Linked DNA regions of Gasterosteus aculeatus: region 2 is linked to region 1. A link is a contact called in public Hi-C data. All regions are on one chromosome and are shown on one strand. Each heading gives the region's core, a stretch centred on a gene start, on an enhancer-like site or on the middle of the called end of the contact. The rest is flanking DNA. Distances are from core to core; before and after follow the strand shown. Region 1 holds the start of skia (v-ski avian sarcoma viral oncogene homolog a). Region 2 has its middle 28 kb from the start of LOC120828716.

The links. Hi-C and Micro-C count contacts between places; a contact is called where the count stands out from the background.
Region 2: a contact with region 1 is called in a Hi-C map of liver, with 3 times the contacts expected there. The contact joins the enhancer-like site here to the promoter of skia in region 1. A contact is called at or near these places in 4 of 6 Hi-C or Micro-C datasets (liver, skeletal muscle and whole body).

The regions. Positions count from the first base shown.
Region 1 is chr2:24,638,836-24,645,609 of fGasAcu3.hap1.1, forward strand. It overlaps skia (v-ski avian sarcoma viral oncogene homolog a), which reads left to right and starts at 5,448. Exons shown (of 7, transcript XM_040192727.2): 1 at 5,448-6,774. The coding sequence starts at 6,337.
Region 2 is chr2:24,734,414-24,741,356 of fGasAcu3.hap1.1, forward strand. No RefSeq gene overlaps it. Among protein-coding and RNA genes, the nearest start is that of LOC120828716, 28 kb to the right of the region's middle. Within about 2 kb of position 3,103, at least 2 of the 9 cell types and tissues checked have open chromatin away from gene starts, as enhancers often do.

The DNA.
Region 1 (6,774 bases), core at 4,198-6,697:
CAGCAGTACGCAACAAAAAGGTGCCGGTAAAGAGTGAAATGTACTGTGCCGGTACTGAATAGCGGTGAGTAGCGGCCCACTTTGAGCCCTGATTAGAACCAATAATTGTTCGCCTCTTTTCATCGACTAACCGTTCCCTCTGAATGCCCCTAATCAGGTTCCATCGGCACATCCTTCCATCATTGACCCTGAACATGGAGCATGCGATGCTATTTTCAGACTTAATGTACATCCTCTCCGTCCTCCCTGCATGTTCCCTCAGTTTAGTCCTCGAGGTGATCACCACTGAGACACCTGACCACCTGACACACGTACCTATCTCGGTGTGAAACCGCTGTCCTCTACATCAGCCGGTGGGGGACTTTCACCTACTGAACGTTGGGTTAGCAGGTTTTAGCTCATCTACTCATGTGTTAACAGTGTTTTGTTACAGATATTATGTCACACTTGCGTATGTATTTCTACTCCGTGAACACTGCAGAGCTTTACACTGGGCAGGAGTTCTAACTGCAATGATAATACTTTGTTCCCTTCTGGAGGGCACCGAGACAGTGGAAAGTTGAAGTCATAATAACGGTGGGATTTTCTGCGCTCTTTAAGCTTTTGGCCAAAAGAGAGGGACCAACGGAGAGTGGCTACACTTATGCAATGGAAAGAAGACGAGGGAAAGCTGGACCGAACAGAAGGAAAGAGGAGAGCTTTATTTCAAGGAAACTGCTGCAAACCGGCGCTGAGGGAAAACCTGCCACTTTGAAATAAGGTGAGAGCATTTCTTTGGACACGATGTCACAGGAGATGAGTCCCGCCGCTGGACTGCTGCCGCTGGACAATCATTCTCTCCCACCTGGACCACAGAGGGGCGGCGACAGAACCAGAGCTGTGGGCCGGGCCTTGGTGCTACTCTGAGAAGAAGAAACCCGGCGCCTGGAAACAAATGTTACGGCACGTGATGCTTTGTTGTGTTCTGCTGCCGTGGCAACAGCGAAGATCACAAGGTGAATAAAAGTGAGGGAGCAGCAGCTTTACCGGTTGAAGTTAGAGAAATACCCCATTGGGAGGTTCTCCGTGGAGTGATGCGAGTGTTCCTGGTAGTCTGAAGCCTGTCAACCCAGTACAGCTTTGTATTTACTGTATAATACAAGGATAACGACTAGTTTTAGGTCCCAAAGGTATTCACTTAGGAGGCTGCTGTTTGTGTGCGTCATTAAGCCAGTTGTCCTTTAGCTTTGCTACGTTACAATGATACTCGCTTGCCTTAACCTGGTGTTTCTCTTACCATTGGAACAGGGAGGCGCCCCCACTCTGAAATTCCTTCCCCCTCCCTGGAAAAGTGTGGAATTAAAAACACGCACAGCAGTTCCACACTGATACGTGCGTGAATGTACATGTGGCAGCACGGAGAACACGGGCGGACTGACCCGCGATCCGTCTGTCCGACTCACATCAGGTATGTTGGTGCAGGTTTTACAGGGTTGGAGAAGATCCCAGCAAACATTAGACTCAAGAAAAGAGTTGAGAATACTTAAAATAGTTAAGCAACCGATTTTGGTCCCAGTTGAAATCTAATTCAGAACCCTTGATGTACCACATTCCCAAAGCACTGGTTGATTACCTGGTCATCAGGTGTCTAGAAGGATCCTCGTGTCCTTCCCAAGGGTTCCGCTGTGTGATCTGTACAGCTTGAGAAGCTGCAATGAGCATCAGAAGATGGCAGGAAGGTCTGCACCAGGTCCACTCTGTAACTTAAATCTGAAGAACTCAGAAAGGTGACAGGTTTCATGTAAATGTACAATTTATGAAAATCTTCTTTTTGGATCTTTCAAAAGAAACGAGAACATTTGGCAAAATGTATATTTAACATTTCATCAATGAAGGAAACATGTAGGTTGAGGAGTCTCACTCGTAACCAAAAGAACGGCTTGTTGCTTAATGTCTCCTTCCTTACGTATCTCGTGCACCTCAGGGGTACCTGAAGCTAAGCTAGCAGGCTAAAGCCTCCAGGTTCAAAGCCACCAACACTACCGAGGGCAAAGCACTCTGCCGCTACATGTTGGCTGACCTAGCTAACATGTTAGCTAACCTATGTATTGGTTTGTTTGTGTTAGCTAACCTAAGGTTAGCCTAAGGCTAACCTAAGGTTAGTTACATTAAGAAAACCGGTTTGCCTGGTTCATTTGTGCATGAAATAAACGGCACTCTGCAGCAGCACTGGAGCTGTGCGGCGTTGCTATTGTGGGATATTAGAAATAAACTAACGACCAATGATAAATTAACTATTAATTAAAATGGATTTAGTGTACACCAGAATACAGCCATAATTCTGTAACCATGTAATCCATAAAGTATTGAGAATATTGTAAAAATCACTGTAATCAATAGAAGAATACCAATGTACAGCTACGTTTGCATTCAATGTAATCAACCAAAATGCATGTACGTAATACTTGATAGCACCACAACTGATATTGAGTGAGAGACATTCACAGCATTGAGTGTAATACCTCATTGCACCACTTTATCTATGGAAAACTCTTTCAAATACCCAGCCACCTTGAACGCACCTGAAGATGTCCTGTGATCAGAGGCGTGGACGCTGCCAACCGCACCAACTCTAACCCAATCACCACACCCAATCACCACACCCAATCACCACACCCAATCACCACACCCAGTCCTCCTGTTGGTCTAACAAAGTTACACCAACAGCATAGTTAGTGCACCTTTTCCATTGTCTATACATGTACTTGTGTCCCCTTGTTGGGGATTCGCTGGCAGACGGTAAACTACGTCTCCTGCAGACATGCGCAGTGGAAAACATATTTCTGTTTCTCGTCTCCTTCGTCTTCTTCTTTTACGGCGTTCTCTCTCTTTGCCGAACACGTATTGTGAACAGAAGCCAATGTGCCTTGATTTCTTTGGCAAACTGCGACTGTGAGTCAAGCCCTTCCTGCTCAGCAGATAATGTAATAAGAAACGGGAAGGACAGCAAATTACAAGTAGCCTACACAATCAGCATCATTGAAAACAAGGCCTGTCTAGCTCAGAGAAAACAAGCATTCAAAACTGGGGGCCCCTGTGCCATGTGACCACTCAGGATACATGGTACCCGGACCCCTCAGGACCGGGTACCATGTATCCCGAGTGGTCACCATGTGCTACTGTGAGACCACCAGGACTCCAATGATCCCAAAGGAACCTGAAGCTGTCAGCTGTCGTTGATGGAGGTGGGGGCGAGACCGTCTCCCTGTCACTTCCTGTAGTCCAGAATCAGCTGCTTATGGTCTCCTGCCAACAAGATACCAGGGCGCTGATGTCCTCCCTCCTCGCCTGCCTCAGCGCGCCTGAATCAGGCCGTGTTGTCAACACACTTGGGGAAGGTGTTTCATGTGTGTGGAGTCAAGGCGTCAAGGAGAGGCCTGAACACGCAGCCCAAGGGGCTCCGTCCAACGCATCAAAATCTGTAACCCTTCCAGTATCAAGGTCTGAAGGAATCCACTTGAAACGCCCTCCCCATCCAAATCTGCCAGGCTCCCACTGCGCCTCAAACAAGACCCCAGAACAAAGCCCCTTTCCTAACCCCTACATGACGCATTCTCCAGTTACATTTCTGTTTTTTAGTATACTTACATTACATTACAGGTCATGTAGCTGACGCTTTTATCCGAAGCGACGTACATTGCATTTTTAACCCAAGGCTTAGGAGGAGTTAGGTGTCTTGCTCAGAGACACTTTGACATGGGACATGTCCCCTCTACCCCTGCGCCACGGTGACCCCTTATATACGTCCTAAAGCGTCTTTGGCTACCCAGAAAAGTGCCCAAAAAACCTATTATTATAAGATACGACATTACCTGTACGAATGTAATCCCTCCGTAGACACATTGTGCATAACTGGTCATGTTATAACGTTGTGAGGAATGTTGAACAGAGCATTATGAGGAACAACATTCCATGTTCATTAAGCACACTCAGAACTCCCCGTCCTACACGCCTCACACGTGGCATCACGCAACATGAAAGCGTCGCGATGAATCATACCTGACGGCTCCCTTCTCTTCTCTGGCCATTGTCAGCGTACAGGCTCGCCTGGGAAAACTTTCCACCTCAGTTTTCTCATGGATCCCTTTCTAACAGGAGCCCCCAGAATGTTCTCGGGTTCTCTTCCGCTGATCGCCCCTCTGCCTGCTGGCCTCCCCCGGAGGATCTTACCTCCATCTCCCCCCGGCTGCAGTTTCAGCCATGTTAGGCTAGAGGATGCCAAAGGAACACAGAACTGCTTATTGAGTGAGGACTTCAGGCAGGACCTCCTGAGGAGTAAGAATAATATTAATTATTATTAATCACTCCAGGTTTTTTTTCCTGGGCCCTGAAACTAAATCACGTAGCCTTGATCAAAAACCCAACCATCAAAGACCATTTCTTGTTGATTGACATCTGATCCATGGTGAGCGGATCAGGAACGCAGAGTCTTCTTCTTCTGCCGCAAACTATAGACACACGTCTCCAGACTAAAAGACTGCTTACATTGTACTTATAACGGCTCTTATCTACAGCAAAGTGTAAATTGGCATATTTAAAGAAATCGCACTTTCTTGTTTCTTGTTCTTCTGAGTTTGAGTCCTTATGGTTGAAATGCACTTCTTTGGATAAAAGCGTCAGATAAATGACACGTGATGTGATGTAACTGTCTCTCCAGCCTCGAACCAAATGATTCACATAAACACGCTTTTCTTTTGCTACATTCAGGGTCCTGAGAAAAATAGTAAATCGGATCGTCAGCAGATTGCATTATGTTTGAGTTGATGAATGAACGGATTATGACAGCAATCATAAACTGCACGCTGATTACAAAGACAACAACCGGAGCTTTTAGCCAAATATTAGCCGGATGAGTACATTTCAGAAAGCAATCTTATTCGTAGGCTCACAGGCTACACCAGCGCTTCCCAAACACGAGAACGCCGCGGCCCACTTTGAAATCTGAAAATATTTCGCAGCCAATCAAACCTTTAATCACAACTCTGATCAAAACATAATGATTAAATAAGCTCCATATCTCACGCGCTTGAGCGCCGCTCAGCATCTCGCCGTCGTAGACGAGCTTTGGCGTGTTTGTCAGAGCGCCTTGAGCGGCGTGTACGACCAGTACGGATCAACCGAGTAACCAATTGATCCATGTGTATATAAGGCGCTCCGGATTATAAGGCGCTGTCGTTTTTTGAGGAAATTAAAGCCTTTTAAGTGCGCCTTGGAGTGCGGAAAATGCGGTATATTTACTTTAATACTACTAGAGGGCGCCGCGTTTGTTAATTTTTGTTTGTTTGTTAGTTTGTTTATTAATCTGTCCGTTTAAATTGTTTGTGCTTCATTAACTAATGTTTCACATAACTAATGTGCCGCATCATAAATATTTTTATATTAAGTTCAAACTTTAAAAAATTGAAAATGAAAAAACATTTATTTATTGTAAATGACCTCTCGCGGCCCACCTGCAGTACCTTCGCGGCCCACCAGGGGGCCGCGGCCCACACTTTGGGAATCTCTGGGCTACAACAATTAACTCACTCCATTCAGACCTCTTTGGGAATACTACAGAACCACACTAGGCTGTCGGGAGTAAACTAAATGACTTATAACTAAATAAATAGAGTATTCCGGGGTAAAAGAAAGTCCCCAACATGTCATGAAGTAAATAACAAACACGCGCGCTCACTAACGGAGTTGTTTCTGTGGGAAAGTAGGCGCGCGGCACGTTTTCCCACATCACGTGAACGCGGCATTCGTTGTCTTCTCTCCACAGGGCAGCGGCGGGGGGCGGCTAGTTCCTGGAAGAGCCGGCCTGCCTGCGGAGTCACTCGCATTCCTGGCTGGGATTCAATGACTGAGCCAGACACACACACGCAGGGGGAGGGAGGGAGATACATAGCGGGGGAGGGAGAGAGAGAGAGAGGGGGGAGGGAGGAGGGAGGCTGGCTCTCAGACGTCTCTCCCCGCAGTCACAGTGAACCGCGGGGGCAGACGCAGCGGATCGCAGCGGAAGGAGCCTGAAACGAGGGTCGTTTTGTCCGCAGCTCGACGGGCGGAACCTGCGCGGACTTTCCGAGGCGTTTCTTCGGGCATGGACAGTCGGCGGCCCGCGGCCGGCAGCGACGGGCCGGCGCTCAGCCTGTAGTCGCGGCCGGGACAGAAGTGCGAGCCCGTGGGACTTTTTACCGGATGTTTGATGAGGCGCCCCGCCGCTCGGCTCGCCTCTCGCACCCCGTGGATTCGCCGGGCTCGCGCGCGCACGCACACTCGCGACCGTCGGATTCGCGCTTCTGAAGTCGCGGGAGCAACATGGAGCCCGTCAGCGGCCAGAGCTTCCAGCCGCACCCGGGACTGCAGCGGACTCTGAAGCAGTTCCACCTCAGCTCCATGAGCTCGCTGGGCGGCCCGGCGGCCTTCTCCGCCCGCTGGCAGCACGAGCTGCTCTTCAAGAAGGAGGGCGAGGAGCCCGAGCCGGTCCCGCGGCGTCTGCCGCCGCCGCCGCCGGCCATGCCGGGCCCGCTCTTCATCCCGTCCGACCGCTCCACGGAGAGGTGCGAGACGGTGCTGGAGGGCGAGACCGTCTCGTGCTTCGTGGTCGGCGGGGAGAAGCGGCTGTGCCTGCCGCAGATCCTCAACACGGTGCTGCGGGACTTCTCGCTGCAGCAGATCAACTCGGTGTGCGACGACCTGCACATCTACTGCTCGCGCTGCACGGCGGACCAGCTGGACATCCTCAAAGTCATGGGC
Region 2 (6,943 bases), core at 1,853-4,352, 93 kb after region 1:
ATATGAATGACGTCAGCATTAAACAGTCATTAGTGTGCTCATCAGAGGAGCGGAGGCCCTTTAGACATGTGGGCCACCCATAAAAAAGTATGCCCACAGACACGGGACGTCTGATACCACAGGACAGCTTGTTGTAGGCATTACTGTGGGTGGTGAAGTGAAAAGGTTTGATCTGGCAATAAACACTATAATATACTATACAAGTTTTGCATATTACAAATGTCTCATCTGAACAAAATTGACATGGCTCCTGGAACAATTCTCAAAACGCCAGCAGGCAAAGCAGCTGACCTGCATTATAGCTCCACAACCCACATAACAGCGCTCATACATAATTCCATACAACGATTAAGCAGCAACATCCTCTCCAGAATCCACTCACAGCATGAGGTTTTCCTACACTGATATCTGAATCCTCTTCCCCCATAAGCAGTTACCATGAATTATCTTCACTAGGTAGGAAAGTCCTCTAACGGCAAGGGAATTTGTCAACCGTTTTTGTCGTTAATGGTTAACATGTACAAAGCCGCACAACGGCTCCAAAACTAACTGGAACAAATACTATTAACTAATGACACTTTACTTAACAAAATATACACAAAGCACAACCAATTACCTATTGGTTTCTTTTTAGCCCCTGCCAAATATACTCAATATCCTTTTACTCCCAATCACGTGCCTAACTCGCCCTACAAACATGTTAACAATAACATGCAAAATAAACTAAGAATGAGGAAGCCCTCCGCTTAGAGAGCCACAACCTATAGACCAGCCCACCTGTACTGGCATTGAGAGGACCCCGGAGTAGGACCCACTCCAGTTGGTTTACAAAGGAAAAGAAAAAAAACGAAACTAAAACACTAACTTGACTGCGGAGAAAAACAAACAAACAATTCATAATCAAAATACTAAATAAAACAAGGCAACCATAAATATAAAATATATTTGCAAAGGGGAAAAAACAGCAGTGGTTAGAGCTCAGCTACAGCACTAGAAGACAACATCACTTCCCCATAACTGTTACAAAAAGGCACATGTCATACACAATATGTAAAATAACTCTGAACATCAAAGCGCCGCTAAGGAGCAGATTTAAACAAAACACAGACATACCTGGGAATTGCACATTATACAGCCACACATGGGGAGAGCTGCACAGATGGGATGGGAGCTCTGTAACTCCCCCTTTAGCGCTCAGTCCTGCACCTTGACTAGATGTAGTCGTGAGACCAGTGTGGAGCTGGGAAAACCAGGGGCAAAGCCTCCATTTAAGGGGAACCAGGACTCGATCTGGCCTTACCTGTTGGGAATCACTAATTATGGTGGTGTGGCCAAACAGGTAGAGGGAGGGGGAGCTCCACCCATCACATCAAGCACTTTGAATTGCCTTGTTGTTGAAATGTGCAATGCCTTGTCTATGGTGAAGTATAAAAAAAAAAGGCCAAACTTTTGCAACCCTAAGGGACAAAATAGCTGTAGCAACTAGTATATTGTCTATAGTCTACATTTCCGTTTGTTGTGGCAGAGAGCTGGTTTGCAGCTATAGGAATGCTTGATTGCGGCTGCACTGTAACACACCTAACGGCCTAGTGTCCATAATCCTTATGGTTTTAAACTTGTTGAGGAGAGAGGTGCTGTGACTCTGTTTCATCCTCTTTTTCAAGCAATATTAAGCAATATTTATACACCATTTCCTTCCTCCAAGATTCAGCTAGAGCAACCATTTGAATTTTTAAATGTTTTTGTTTTTGATAAGTATATAACTCTTTACTGAGTGAGCACAGAAATCTAAGACGAGATCCAGAATATGGTTAAGAAAATATTTTTATTTTGTCAGCATTTCCACCATTTTCACTCTTCATGCAACTACTCTAATGAGGTCCATGTTATTTTGACAACAAATTTCCTAAAGAACGCGGCCCGCACCAGTCTTTGAAACTCCTGCAGAGTCTCGGCTCTCACGATATCCGTCTAGGGGCACTTGTGCTTCCATGAAGAATCACTGTTTCCTCTCCAAGTCCTTTGATTAGCATGTAGACGATGCCAGGTGCAGGGTCACCATGACAACCACACACACACTCAGGCATACACGCAAGCACTCACTCGGTCTCTACCTGCCTAATAGGCAGATGACACAGGATTTTTGAGGTATTCAGCCATCTCAGACGGCCATTTTGCAAACGCCCCCCCCTCTTGCATCCTCCCTTACTATACTTGTGGCTGTAAGGTTGTCCCAGTGGAACTGATTATCCTCATTCTAACTCATGATATATATATATATATATATATATATATATATATATATATATATATATATCATGAGTATATATCTATCTCTATATATATATATATATATATATCATATATATATATATATAGAGTATAGTAAGGGAGGATGCAAGAGAGGGGGCGTTTGTAAGACGGCTGAATCGCGACGTCTCCGGCCGGTATCAGCCACACTGTCAAAGTCAGAATATTTTTGGAAGAAAGTGGATCTTATGATCTTATGCACCACAGATAATTACATCAACCGGAACTGGGTGTGTGTAATGTCATCATGGGTGATTTAGGGAATGTGTGCCTGTGTCTGCTGCACGGGAGCTGATAAGTGTGTCGCCTCACAGGGACCTAACTGGTATTTAGGCAGAATATTCCCACAAGCCAATGTGTTATTAATTAGCCTGCTGTTTGCAGCCACAGCATCCCACCACCACCTCCATCCCTCCTTCCTGCCCCCCTCATGAGTTAGAATGGGGATAATCAGTTCCACTGGGACCACCTTACAGCCACAAGCCTCCCTCTCCCCCACAAAGACACACACACTCATCGCATCATTACCGTCTCCTTATTGTTCCCTTAAACCTGCTAACTGAAGGTGCAGTCCCCCCACCTCTCCTTATTAATGGCACCCCCCATCTGGACCATGACAACAACAACAAAGCTCAGCTGACTTCTCACATTTTTCCCGGTGGAACATCAAAAGCAGAGATGCATCGATTCTGGCTGCGACACAGATTGTGTCAAGACATGTGTAGGGTCACCAGGGTGCAGACTGAACCAGCTCAAAATGAATAGCTTGATGTGGTCTCTGGAGATACAGAGCCCCGGGTGGAGAGGATGGAGCATTGCAGGGGCCGGACTCCCCTGCCTTTCTCATTAACCTTATCATCTAACACTGCACTGGGAGGACTGGGAGGGCGCTCTCTTTTTGTTCTGTACTGTACCTTTCATGTATCCAAACGAGTTCCATCCATCCATCCATTGTCAAACCGCTTATCCTGCACACAGGGTCGCGGGGGGGCTGGAGTCCATCCCAGCCAACTTTGGGCGATAGACAGGGTACACCCTGGATTGGTCGCCAGCCAATCGCAGGGCCACACAGAGACACACAGCCATTCACACTCACATTCACACATCTACGGGCAATTTAAAGTCCCCAATCAACCTGATCCCCAGAGCATGTCTTTGGACTGTGGGAGGAAGCCGGAGAACCCGGAGAGAACCCACGCAGACACAGGGAGAACATGCAGACTCCACACAGAAAGGCCACTGGGCGGAATCGAACCCAGGACCTTCTTGCTGTGAGGCGACAGTGCTAACCACCACGCCACCGTGCCGCCCCTCCAAACGAGTTTCAACTTTAAAATAAGAAAGTTATTGCTTCTTATACAAATCATTGGCGAAAAGCTCTAAACAAATACTGTTACAAAACACAGTATAGTGATGAAGCCTAATACATGACTTCATTTTGATTAGACATTTGCATTAAACCAAGTGTTTGACTCATCAAAGTGAACCGGATACAATCAACATTGAATGGAAGGTTTTTTTAAGTTGAAGTTGGGACTAGTAATGTAATGGTAAATGGACTGTACTTGTATAGCGCTTTTCTAGTCTTCTGACCACTCAAAGCGCTTTAACACTACATGACATCATTCACACCCTGATGACAGGAGAACCACACACAGTGACACCTGCCCATCAGTCACTAACATCCACACACTGTAGTCACAGCTACAGGAGCATGTTGGGTTAAGTGTCTTGCCTAAGGACACATCGACATGCGGGTTAGCAGAGCCTGGGATCGAACCCACAACCCTCTGATTGGAGGACGACCTGCCCCCCGCTCACCCACACATGCCCAGTCACATATAAATAAATAAATAAAGACAGCCAGACTAATTATGTCTTTGTGTTGACAGGCCTGGCCTTCAACATCTACACCCAAAGAACACTTGAATAACCATTAAATTCCCAGAGCATCTCGGTAACAGCCCCTAAAGTCTTGTAATGAAGGGTCTCTTTATCACCTGATCCATGTGAAACTACAGAGGGTTTTCCTATTAAGAACAGAAGTTTACGTTGAAAATGTGTACTCATAAAAGAAACTCAAATGAGCAAAACTGCTGCTACAGGGTGCGTAGTAACAAAATACAATTTCTCCACTCATGTGTGTAATTTAACATGAGTTCCACCTCATTACTGATTGAGTGCAAGGACACAATCCCCTCATTTTGTGGCTGAAAGCGTTGTCCTGCTGTGCAAAGAGCAGCACATAACACATAACAGGAAGCACAGATGGTTCGAGGAGCAGGTCTAGGTTCAGCGTTTCACTTAACATTCCCTTTCATTGACTGACCTTGAGTCCCCCAACATTAGCGACATGGAATGGTGCAATCCCTCGAGATTGAAAACAATCCAGAATGAAGCCTTTGAAAAGGGACCCCCTGTGAATTCTTGCGGCGACCACATGTCTAATGTCTATGTGCTTTTCATACAGGCACGGCGACGTTTCCAAATTTTCAAACCAGTGGCTCTTTAGGAGCATGACAGCCCCAGCAGGCCAGATGAAAGTAGTGATTTTATTCCTCCCTCCATAATTCTAGCCCTTTTTGTCCAGTATATGTCATTACAGGGAGCTGCATCTAGTTATTTGTGTCCTGTGGCCGGATACATGTGCACAGAAGGAACCAATTTGTGTGAGAGGCGTATCAGGACAAAGAAGGCAACTGATTTCAGATCGGGCAGCCTGCAAGCAGTAGTTCCGTTTTGCAATGAAACGCCTTTTGCCTCCTCTCCAAAAATGATATACCATGATTAAATAACTCTGAAAGTACTTTGTCTATCTGGACAGTGTTCAACCCATTGCCTGAAAAAAACCCTCCATAACAAAGTATCAAGCCCTGTAAAACATGGTGATACAAGGCTAAAACACATCAAAGTGAAAGCCCAGTGTGGATGGTACTCATGGAAAGTATTACTTTGATAGATTAAAGATAAATTACTCTACGAGAGATTTTTTTTTAATTACGTGCCCTCTAAGGTGTTCATCCAGTGGAGAAAACCTGACTGACTGGACCACTTTAAGGTGGGCTTCTGCTGAAACAAATGTTATCAAGTGGCCTCTAATGTGTCCTATCCAACCCTTCCCCCAGGTAGCCGAGGTCCGCCAATGATCTACACAGCAGATTGGTGAGCCACAGGGAGATGTCATTTGTAGGCTACGGTCACAGAGCTGCTCAAAAGAACGAAAAGAAAATATTTCATCCCCACAGACCTACAACTCTCAACACTTTAATGCAGCCTAACTTCTGTTAAAACTCTGACTCCTGAGGCCACCTAATGGGCAGTATTGGCTCTGCGTATATGGAGAGCTAGCGACACATTTGTACTTCATCTCTGTGTGACCGACCTCCATTTGCACATTGCCTTATGCATTTATTATTTACACGTTAGTTATTATGATGGTTTGGTTGTCACATCTCATTTGCTCGATTGTCGTTATAATACCCATTTGTTATTTATCAGTGCCTTTTTATTGACAGTTGTTTTTATAAAGGACCAAGTTTATAGGTGTCACAATGAATACTTAATAGTGGGTCTATTTTTACACCTTATCGGCGAGCTAATTGTCCGATGTAAAGTTGGTTGAGCTGCTGGGTTTGCCTGTAGTGGCAACACTAGCATGCACAAAGGCTATGACAGACATTTGCAAACGAGCTGTCCAGCGAGCAGTGAACGGCGGTCCTTTTTGGCGTCAATGAATAAATGTGTTACTCGACAAGAAATACTGTGATAAACAATGTGGTATATTTTTTAGCCATACCGCCCAGCCCTATGTAATGGATACATTAAGATTGTTGATTTCTGAGTTGAAAAAATGTAGCTGTGCATGAATTTTTATAAAAAACAAAGTAAAGATTTACCCAAATATCTTCCAAAGTGTTCGTGTTCAGGTTCACCATTCTGAAACCAGGTTTGCAGTAGCAGATCAACTTCACACAGACCTAAATTCTATGTCTTAATCGATAGCTAAAAATTAAAGTTACATAAAGTTGATAGCAAAAAATTGTAGGTATGACTACACGCCATTTGACTATTCTACCCCTCTGGCCTACAAGACTAAATTCAAAGTTAAAGTGAGTCGGCTTTACCAGCTTCAAGTTTGAGCTTTACTGTTTACTAAACATTTTGTTTAGCTTTTAGAAACAACGAACCATCACAACCCAACTGACTACAGGTGTCTTCTATAAATCAGGAATCAGGAAACATTTATTGCCATAATAAGTCACATACAAGGAAATTGACTTGGCGGACAACAGTGCACGAGGAATAAAATAAAATATAATGGTATGGGTTAGTTGAAAATAAAGGAATAAAAGTTAAAAATATTAAAAAATTAAAAAATAAAGTGCACCAGCGAAGAGAAAGTGACAACTGAAAGTGACAGACAGAAAGTGTAAGTGACAACAATTTATTGTACATTATCTGAAATGGGTAAACCAGACATTTAGAATCGATGAAAGTCGATACTTTCTAGCATATATGTGTTCCTAATTACTCTATAAATGAGTACAAATGAGTAGTTGACACACTCTTCCATTCCCGAATGATTACCCCAAAACAGCCAAAGGAACGTTTGGGGGGCCATTGACGTGTCATG